Regions from separate parts of the Mus musculus genome. Here region 2 is linked to region 1. Evidence: chromatin contacts called from public HiChIP or PLAC-seq data. All regions are on one chromosome and are shown on one strand. Each heading gives the region's core, a stretch centred on a gene start, on an enhancer-like site or on the middle of the called end of the contact. The rest is flanking DNA. Distances are from core to core; before and after follow the strand shown.

The links. HiChIP or PLAC-seq counts read pairs in DNA pulled down with a chosen protein or histone mark.
Region 2: an H3K4me3 HiChIP or PLAC-seq map of craniofacial prominence shows a contact between it and region 1, with 9 times the contacts expected there. The contact joins the enhancer-like site here to the promoter of Lhx8 in region 1. A contact is called at or near these places in 21 of 39 promoter capture datasets (the 3T3-L1 cell line, 3T3-L1-derived adipocytes, the C10 cell line and 12 more), 23 of 484 Hi-C or Micro-C datasets (bone marrow-derived macrophages, cerebral cortex, cortical neurons and 11 more), 18 of 115 datasets of contacts at active chromatin or transcription factors (the SCID.adh cell line, bone marrow-derived macrophages, craniofacial prominence and 10 more) and 4 of 9 other capture datasets (adipose tissue, embryonic stem cells, liver and 1 more).

What each region holds. Positions count from the first base shown.
Region 1 is chr3:154,328,879-154,334,023 of GRCm38.p6, reverse strand. Lhx8 (LIM homeobox protein 8) reads left to right here and starts at 3,464. Exons shown (of 9, transcript NM_010713.2): 1 at 3,464-3,752. The coding sequence starts at 3,672. AI606473 (expressed sequence AI606473) reads right to left here and starts at 3,203. Exons shown (of 3, transcript NR_040387.1): 1 at 2,961-3,203; 2 at 1,519-1,665; 3 at 1-1,110.
Region 2 is chr3:154,547,762-154,552,999 of GRCm38.p6, reverse strand. No RefSeq gene overlaps it. Among named protein-coding and RNA genes, the nearest start is that of Gm40186, 17 kb to the left of the region's middle. Within about 2 kb of position 3,914, at least 24 of the 459 cell types and tissues checked have an H3K27ac peak or open chromatin away from gene starts, as enhancers often do. A contact at or near this core is called in craniofacial prominence, embryonic basal ganglia, embryonic stem cells and 3 more, where this site is marked.

The sequences.
Region 1 (5,145 bases), core at 2,215-4,714:
TTCTCCACTTTCCAGACTCCGATGAGCACACGAAGTGGGCAACAATCCAAGGTGTCTCGCTTGCAGTTTCAGGGTGATCAAAACTGAGCGTTGACATCAGGGACATTGACAGTTCCTTCTTGGGAGCGGAGGTCACACATTACCCTAGTGCAGCAGATAATCCTTGGGTTACATTACTGCACAGAATCCTTGGGTCGACTGTGCAGAGGCGCGGTACTAGGAAGTGAATCTCTCCGGTCTTGGGTTGGAGAAAGTGCTGCCCAGCCAAGCTAGACTTTGGTCAGGACACTGTAGCTACTTCGCTTAGGCTTCTTCCCAGGTTCCAGCCCTGTCTAGACTAGGATTTTGTGAGTCCTTGCCAGCCCTCTGGAGGATCGCAACTCCAGAGAGGGCAACATTAGAAGCTGAGAACCAGTGTATGACCTGCCTTTTGCTCAAGTTCCGGGATAAGTCCCTTCAAAAGTGTAGTTAGCACATGGAGCTCAGACGCGCAGAGTTCAATAGTTAAATTGGCGGGGACTTTCACTACTTCAAGTAATAATTTTCTAATTCGGATCTATTGCTTTTAAATATCGAACTCCAGAGAACTCTGTCAATGCAGCCTTTTTCTGCCCCATTGATGCTTGATGTTCATAAACGGCTCCTGCCTTGCGAGCCGGGTATGAAAATACCAGTTTTATGCCTTTGATAGGAATCGCCAAGGAGGAGAAGACGGGTTATTAGAAGACCGCAGATTTCTCAGCAGCTCGCCGTCCAATTAGGGAGCTCTTCGCCAAGGTGGAAGCTCTGAGTGTCAGGTAGATTCTCTTTCTCGGGTCCTAGACGAAGGCCTGGCTCGACGGGCTCCAGACCCTTTCCTGCACCCCACCCCAAGGTTTTAGCAGGGCACACTTAGTGCCTCCGAACTTGCAAGCGAGCCGCACAGCCCCGGAACAGACATAGTTTTCTTTCCTACCCCATTCAATCCTTTGAGAGAGCCAGGAAATCCAGGGTGTTGGCCGACCTCCTAGTGGGCCTTCCTCTCTGGTTTTCATTTGATGAACAGTGGCTTCTAGAAATTTCAGTCCAATAGGAAGGCACCAACAAGGCACGGCCGATTTATTTTCCCACCTACAGACAAGCAAGATAATATATATATACATTTTTACTGTGTTTCGTTCAAAATTGATCTCAATTGGCGTGCGGGGGCTAAAACTCTCATTCTGATTTTTTTTTTTTTTTTTAAGAAAAGTGCTTTGTAAATTTTACCTCAAACACTTAAATGTGGAAAGAACAGAAGGCGAACTTTTTCTCTGTCTGATCCGAGGAGCAGTGAGTTCTAGTTTGCCTGCGGGCATGGAGAAGCTAAACATTTTTTAAGCAAGTGGTATATGCAGGGTCAGAAGGTCATTAGGCCCAAGACCCCACAACTCAGCCTTGACTTTCCTAGTAAAAACTTTCACTTTCTGCTCCGCCCATCTCCAGCCCAAACCCTAAGCCAAAGCCTCGGTCGGTCGCCAGGACAGGGAACGCACTTACCACGGGGTAGCCCCTGGAGCGCGCTGGACACAGGCAATTATGCTGCTGGTGAGTTCGCAGTCCCGCCGGGCGCCGGGAGCAGGGCGGACGCCAGACCAGCCCTTTAGACTCCAGTCTGACGTCCTCCTTCTCTAAGCCCGGAAGCCTCTAAAAAAGAATCATTTCCTCCACTTATGCAGAGATAGGAGCTCTCAGATCAAGATTAGTATGTTGAAAACCTGATTGAGAGCAGCCTGATTAGGCGAGGGTGGGTGGAAAGGCGGCGTACACGACGGCGCCCCCTCCCTATGTCCCCCAAAAGCTCTAGCGCGCTGGGCTCTCCAGATGACCGGCACAGACCATTCTCGCTAGCAGGCAAAGGGAACTTCAGAGTTACGTTGCAATACTTAGCACAAAAGACTGTAAGTAATTCTCCAAGCTAGACTCTAGTTTTAGTTCCTCATCCAGGGAGTCGGTCCAACGCCCGACCTGCTGGAGCCAGCATTCCGCACCAGTCTCTCTCTCTCTCTCTCTCTCTCTCTCTCTCTCTCTCTCTCTCTCTCTCTCTCTCTCTCATCTCTGATCAGAATCGTATGGAAAATACTTTATTATGTGGATTCCCTCACCCACTCCTGATTTTCGCTTTTGACGAAAATCAGCAGCAGAAGCCACAGAAGCAGCAGCAGCAACAACAACCACTATTTAGCTTTTCGGGCAGTCGGTCCAAACCTCCACCGTTCTATGCTTTACCAGAATACAGTCGATTCTTAAATCTCAGGTCCCTCATACTCCACGCTAAATTTAATGGAGATCTCCTGATGGGCATCGGCCAGAGGGTGCTAATATGAAAGTGTATGTAATGGCTGAAAAGGAGAGCCGAGATGGCGTATGTTCAAACGTCCTCTGTGTTTAAGGAGGAAAGGGGCAATCAAAGAAAACCTTTAATCCCTGCCCACCCCAATGCTCATTTTGTCCAGAGAAAGTGTGGTCAGCATTAGTTGCTGCTGGCCCCTCCACTACCCCTGATGGCTGGTCTGGGTTCTTCTTCTCCCGCTAAAATAAGACAAGGGAGTAAGATTGCTCTTCCTTGTGTTTCACTACATATATTTCTGTCTAACTAAGGTAACAAAAGCATGGTTTTGTTATAAGGCTTGAGAAACTGACTCCAGGATGTTCTTATATCACTTAAATTCCAAACGTTTCTCTTTTGCTTATCTAAAGGGACAAATAAATAAAAGTAATTAAAAAATAACTTCTTACAAAATTTTTCTTCTATAAACAAAGTGAGACCTCATAAACAAACAAACAAAAAACCTCACACTTTCCAATTCAGATAAAAATTATCTCTACCCTACTCACATTCAAACGTTCACACTTAAGCACGGGAATGTGGAGTGCGCAGCAGTCTATCTATGGCATACCGTTTGTCTAGAATTAAAGAAAATAAAAAAATCGTAACATACTTTCGTTTTTCTTGTATCCTTGATTTCAAATCTAGTCGCGAATCAAATCTAGTCCTTCGTTTGTCCCTTCATTATCTTAACGGGAAAACCTTTCGAAAATGTAGAGAGAACCATTGGTGCGCATTTAGGGAGACCTAAGACTTGGGAATCCAGAAGACCTCCGCTTTCCCTCCGTGAGCCGCTGAAAGAGCTGTAACCCGAATCTTTGTTTAGGTTTTGGCTGGGGAGCGAGAATTTAAAGACAACTCAGAGGCAGAAAGCTTATTCTTAAAAAGAAAAAAAAAAGGCAAGTTAACGGACATCCGCAATTCCCCCCCACCTTTAACACTGAACTCAGAGTAAGTTGTCTGGTGCAGATAAAGATCTTAACATGTAGAGAAGGCGGGTTTTTCATAAGGAGGTGAGGCTGTCCCTTCAGGAAAAGACTTTTCCCCCACACCCCCTCCTCTCTGCGAGGTTCCACCCTCTGGAAAACACAACTTTCCCTCTTTTCCTGGAGGGACAGGCCTTAGTGTGGCTGAGAGAGGAAGAACAGTGGGTCAGAGAGTGGTTACGGTCACTGTGGCCTTTTTGGAACAAGACACACTGGTGGCATCGCTGTTCTGCCTGTTAGCTTTCCTTGGCCTTTGGGGGCGGAGGAGGGGACACTGCGGACACCCACAGCCTCTGACCCTCTGGAGCTGGTATGTGACGAGCAGCGCCTGCGGGGCCATGTATTGGAAGAGCGATCAGATGTTTGTGTGTAAGCTGGAGGGAAAGGAAGTGCCGGAGCTGGCGGTTCCCCGCGAGAAGGTAAGCGAGCCTACACCGGGCGGGATCTGTTGAATAGGAGTTTCCTTGAGAGAAGAGAGTTGTCCGGCCCCTAAACCAGGCTGGGAAACTACCTGTCACTGCCTCGTCTCCAGACCTGACAATTTTTTTTATTACGTAGTAGCGTTAGGTAGTAATCACTCCGTCCCCTCCCCACGGGCTCACTTAACCTAAGGCATGGACACTCTAATTTGGGAGACGAAACCTGGAGCCTAAGACGCTCACGGGGCAACGTGAGTCCTGCTTGTATTCTACGTGACGGGCTGTTCGCGGCAGTCTGGGGCAGGGGCCGGGGGTCTAGGTGTTTGTCTCAGGGCACCAGATACCAATGGCTGCGCTCTGCTGAACGCTGGCTCTTGCCACGGATAAGGTGAATGTGGGGCTTGAGACCCGGCGGCGACAGACCTGGGGACTTGAGTCTTCCAGGGCCCGCCCGCTCTTAGAAAGGGACAAAAGAACGATTTCGTTGGAAATACCAAAAGGGCAAATTTCGCAGTACGAGGCGAGCCTAACGGGGAGACCTGGCAAGCTGTCACCTACTCCGGAGGCAAGACCCGTGGGTGCTCGCATTTTATGGTGGAACTCGGTTCCTAAACTGTTGGAGAGCAGGGCCGGGGTGGGGGTATCGGCTGGACATGGGCAGAGTAGTGCTGGCTTCGTGTTTGTCTGACGGTTGCGGGTAGCGTTTCTGTCTGGATGCTTTCTGTCCACGAAGACGCGCCCGGGAGCAGCTGCGCCGGGGCTACCCAGGCGTGCGGCCGCTGGCTCACCTGGAGCTTTCGGAAGACAGAGGAAAAGGAGACAAAGGGACGCAAAAGCGAGGGGTGTGGGCTGCTGGAATCCGCGGACCCACTCGCCCTAAACTAGACTTCTCAGAGAGATTGCATTCGTTTATAGAACAAAACTGAAAGTGCAGCCAGGGATTGGGGACACTTGAGCGACGCGTCCGCGTGCTCTAAAATATTCTGACCCGCATTGGGTGAGTTTTTTTTTTTTTTTAATGGAACAAATTAAATTCAGCTGGATATTTCCATTATTCGGCCCGCTTTTGCACTGGTTAAAACTAATCCTTTAGTAGCTAAAATGTTGACTTACTGAGCACTAAGTGGCAATTCACACCTTAAAGAAACCAGTGTAAATCGCTTACGGTTCTAATTGCTTCAAGTTTACCAAAGAGCTGCTGGCTCCGTTTAATCTGAAGCATTTTCATTCAAATTGTCGGAACAAACACCAGGCTTCTTAAATCCCACTGTAATTAGCTTTCAAGTATCCGATTAAACCTCTTCACCTTTTGGGCTATCCTATTCAAAAAGCCCCCCCTTTAAAAAATATATGTGTGTCTTGCTCTTTTAATTGAGGTTATTAAAGAAATCAA
Region 2 (5,238 bases), core at 2,665-5,164, 220 kb before region 1:
AGAATTATGGCAAAATGTCTCTCCTGAGGTAGAAACATAAGGACTTGAGAAACCCTGTTCTGTTCTAGGATCATTGTCTTTCCCACCTGCAGAAGGATGGCCACAGTTTGTTCCATGGGGTTAGTTCCCAAGAAAAAAACAAATCAGCACAGGCAACCCTTTTATGCTTAGAAGCAACAATTCAAGGCGTGAGAAGAAAGTTTGGGAAAGGGAAACAATTGTATCACCTGGAGTTTCCAGTCTTCTCTCATTTGACACAACTGGAGCTTGGTCTTATTATCAGGCACACTACTCAGGAGGACAGTCAGTGCTCAGTAAGCAAACACATATAAGACTCCATGTGAGTCATTTACCCTAGCTGGATCGTCTTTTAATTTTTAATCAATATTCCTATTGTAGATTGATATGACAATGTAAAAACTTGCTGTCCATCTGAAGTATAGAATAGTGTTGATAGTGGAGTCAGTATGTGGACAGTGGTCTTGTTATGTCTCAAGATTGCTCTACACATGCATACACAACTGCACACATACATATGCACACACATACACATATACATACATACACGCACACACACATATATACATATATACACACATATATACATACATACACATACATATATATATACATACATATATACATACATACATACATACAAACACATACACACATGCATACACATATACATACATCCATGCATACATACACACATGCATACACACATACATACAAAAACATATACACACATATACATATATACACAAATGAACATACATACACATATATACACATATACATGCATATACACGCATAATACATGCATGCATATTATTTGAATAAATATGTACATATTTATTCAAGACAATGTGGAGCCTTTGAACACACAGAAAGCAAGGTGATAATGTATAAAACTCCTGAAACTCATCTTTTCCTACAGAGAAGCAGTGGCTTATAGACTCCCAAGATGATCTTGGACTTGGCACTCAACATGTTGGAAGGGTCACACAGAGAGAAGGGTTAAGACATCCATCCTTGGCAAAAGCCATTTACATTTGTTCTAGAAGGGCAGGGATGACAATATTAGTGGGCAAGCTGCAGACTCTGATGCTCACACAGGGTGACATGGAAAGCCCCGGTCCCTGGCTTCCCATTTCAGAATTCAAGCCCTCCGCCACTTATTACAGGGATTCAGTCTTTAATGAAGTTCTTATTTAAAGGCCACATCAGATGGGCCTGATTGGGAACCATTTAGGAACTTGGGGCTTATCAAAGTATTTAAATGCCCGTGGAATGATTAAAAGAAATGTGTGTGTTCAAATACAAATGGAGAATGATTTGAGGTTGGGTACAAGGGATAGCAGATGGTAACTATTAATTATTAGCTTGTGACCAAAGCTCAGTCCAGTATTAAGAAAGCATTCTACCTGGCTAGGCACCGCCTCACCTTTGTAGTGCTTTGATTTACCATAAGAATATTAAAGGAAGCACTTCCTCCTGTCATTCATATATCCGAGAGGAAAGTGGTGTGTGGCCATTGTTGGAGTCAGACCACGTGAAATTCCGAGGCATGCACGTCAGGGGGCTCAACAACAAGGAGGAGAGAGAGATTATTACTAATGAACAGCCTTCGTGGAATTTGTCTGCATCTCTTGCTCTTAATTAACACAGCTCTAAAAGGCTGAGCTGGGATTTGAGACCTCCCTCTCAGCCTTGCCCACATTTAGGTAGCACCTAATAAGCGTGTACTCAGTTTGTGCCCCAGTCAAACGGTTTTAATAAATCCCTACAAGCGTTTTGGATCTGAAGCCAGCAGGGATGTGTGGGGGTGAGGGGGTAGGGAGGAGGGTAATGCTAGACATGAGTGGAGCCTGACTTTATGAATGAAGTGCCTATATGTCATTAATGCTTCAGCGGGTCCCCTAACAGGGGTAATTGGGCCTCCAGGGACCTTTGCCAAGCCTCCAAGTCTAATCTGTCCACTGTGAAGATGCTCAGGCCCTGAAGGTAAACGGAACCATTCCTGTTTTTCCTTGAACCCCGGGGTCAAGCAGGCCTAAGGGAACAAGTTTGGCACTGTCGTTTAACATTATCTTCGACATGTACTGTATTTCCAAGGAGCCTGCACAGGGACCCGTAGGCATGCGTGCATGGCCCGGAGCTGCAGGGTGGTAGCATGTCACATGTCTGGTAACAGAAGGGAATAACCATCCCAGTACAAACTTGACATATATAAATTGATTACATAAGTGGGGAGTGGTGGTCCTTTCAAGTGTTCTCCTTTTGTTTGAGCTTTTACAGTAAAATTACCAGCAGCAGTTTACAATTAAGAGGAATAATAATAACAGAATATGCTTTCATCTACACACACAATTACAATGAACTGCATGCCTTAATAGGATTGTGAAAAATCTGCGTTTGACCCATACAAAAAAGTAAACACTCTCGCTCTGGGTACTGTGTCATTATCACAACAAAGGGAAACTCCCGAAATCTGATGATGTAGACATCTGGAGAATGTTAATCACTTCAAAATGACGGATGTTTTTTATTTCAGCTTTTGACAGACGCGCTCCTTCCATAGATAGACGATTATTTACATAAATTACATCACCAACGTGAAAAAAATCAGAGTTAACTTCAAAGGGCGAAATGCTTAATTAAAAAGAGACGTGCGAGTTATTTCTCTCTCTTCTCTGAGATTTTCCTTTAAGGGAGAAAAGCGATGGCTTCTCTGGTATACACAATGAACAAGGTATATTCCACTTCCCTGTAAATATACAATGAACAAAGTTTTTAAAATAACATTGTCAATTTGCAAAACACATGAAACTCAAGAAGAAGGAAGACCAAAGTGTGGATACTTTGATCCGTATTAGAAAGGGGAACCAAATACCCATGGAATGAGTTACAGAGACAAAGTGTGCAGAAGAGACTGAAGGAGTGACCATCCAGAGACTGCCCCACCTGGGGAGCCATCCCATAAACCCAGACACCATTGCGGATGCCAACAAGAGCTTGCTGACAGGAGCCTGATGTAGCTGTCTCCTGAGAGGCTCTGCTAGTGCCTGATAAATACAGAAGTGGATGTTCACAGCCATTCATGGGAGTGAGCACAGGGTCCGCAATGAAAGAGCTAGAGAAAAGACCCAAGGAACTAAAGGGGTTTGCAGCCCCATAGGAGGAATGACAATATGATCTAACCAGTACTCCCTGGGACTAAACCACCAATCAAAGAAAACTCATGGTGGGACTCATGTCTCTAGCTGCATATGTAGCAGAGGATGGCCTAGTTGGTCATCAATGGGAGGAGCAGCCCTTGGTCCTGTGAAGGTTCTATACCCCAGTATAGGGAGTGCCAGGGTCAGGAAGCAGGAGTGGGTGAATTGGGGAGCAGGGGGAGGGGGAGGGGATTTTCAGAGGGGAAACTAGGAGAGGGGATAACTTTTGAAATGTAAATTAAAAAGTATCTAATAAAAAGTGGCCTTAAAAATAAATAAAAATAAAGGAAAATAATGTCTTGTAGGAGACATTCACCTTTAAGAATAATGACTCTATTTTTTAGTGCTCTGAAAGCCATCAAGGACTGTAAGTCTACTTCTAATTTCTCAAGTTCCTTCTTTGTTAAAATGGCAATTTGGAGTTCACTCTGCCACTCTAACCGAGAGACCAGACAGATTCAAGCCCACAAGTGTCTCACCTCAGGCACTCTTCCCTTCAGATGCCTGAATCAGATGTTAGGTAAGAGGTGGACTTTCAAAGCAACTCAGGAAAACCCTGCACGTTTAGGAAACCTCAAGCAAGAGCAGCCTGAAGAGAAAGGTTGGAAAACTGTTCTTGCAGGGACAGCCCCAGGCTGCCCTGCTGGTCCCTCAGGGCAGCCCCTGACTGGCGGCGTGCTCCCGGAAGCTGGTTGGAGGAGCTGGTGCAATTTGGCTGATCCACTACAATTTCCTCTTACACTCGGAGCTGATCTGCAGGCTGACCCTGGACAATTTGTCTTCTTTCAGGGAGAAATGTCACCCGAAAGGAAGCGATTAAGTCAAGAAGGGAATTCTCTCAGAACCGTCCACTGTATAAACAGAACTTGACCTCAGGTAATTTATTGCTGGTCCCTAACAAAGAGACTTAAGATATAGGCCTGATGGAGTAGAGATCCAAATCTGTCAGGAAAAAGGGCAAGAGAGCAAAACCTCACAAGGTTTCTCTGGAACGTTCCTATTTAGAGTCTAAGTCTAATTAATGGCTGCAGGCATGAAAAGTGGTATCTGTCTGCTGAGGACGAAAAGCTCATTTTATAATAATAAATGTTGCATGGTTAAGCCATTAATTGTCTTATTCTTCTAATAGAGCCAGATTAATCGTTCTGGTCTCACAAGTAACCATGACAATTTATTTCAGCCTCAGCAATGGGCTTGATTGTGCACTAAGGACCAGGTATGGTCCAGGGCGATGAGAACTGTATTATCTGTTGACCGGTGTAGAAGATGAGAACCAGAGACATTAGCTAAAAGGTCTGAGTCACACTGTTAGAGGTTTATCAAAACCAAGTGATGATGTGACAGTGTCAACAAGAGTCCCGATCTGAGATCTGACAGTGTCCCAGGGATCATTCTTGCTGGGTAGTGGAAAGCCTTCACCGTAACGTATCCTTATAACTCAGCTGTTTCTTGCTTCCTTTCCAAGAACTAACTGCCCTGGGAGATCCTTTCCTACCCCTACCTAAGCCTCCGTAGGCCCCCTCCCCCTCTCTTCAGGTACCTCCTTCCTTTTCAGTTTCTATTCAGTTTGCGGGGCAGCCCACCAGGGTCCACAGCAGAGACCACCCACATCCTACAGTGGAAACAGACTGAAATCCCTGTCAGTTACACCAGCACAAGGTTCAGGGTTGGATTTTAACTCTGAAACATTTTTTCTGAAACTCCCCTCCCCCGGAGGAGCGCTCAGCATCGCATCTGCATTTGAATGGCTCCTAGTAACTAGCTAATCACAAAGCAACACCCTTGAGCAACACCACAGGCTCTGAAAGCAAATAACGATGCAGGATCAAGAAGGAGAAAAATCACCCATTTGTCCAATCTGTACAGTGGGACTAATACCACATCTAGAATCTTCTAGACAGACTGCCTAGCCTCCTTCAAGTGGGCTAGGAGCTCCGAGATCCTCCTAGGAAACTCGTAAAGAAGGAGTTGGGTTGTGTAATGATGTTTGCCTAAATTGAAAGCGACAAGCCGCATT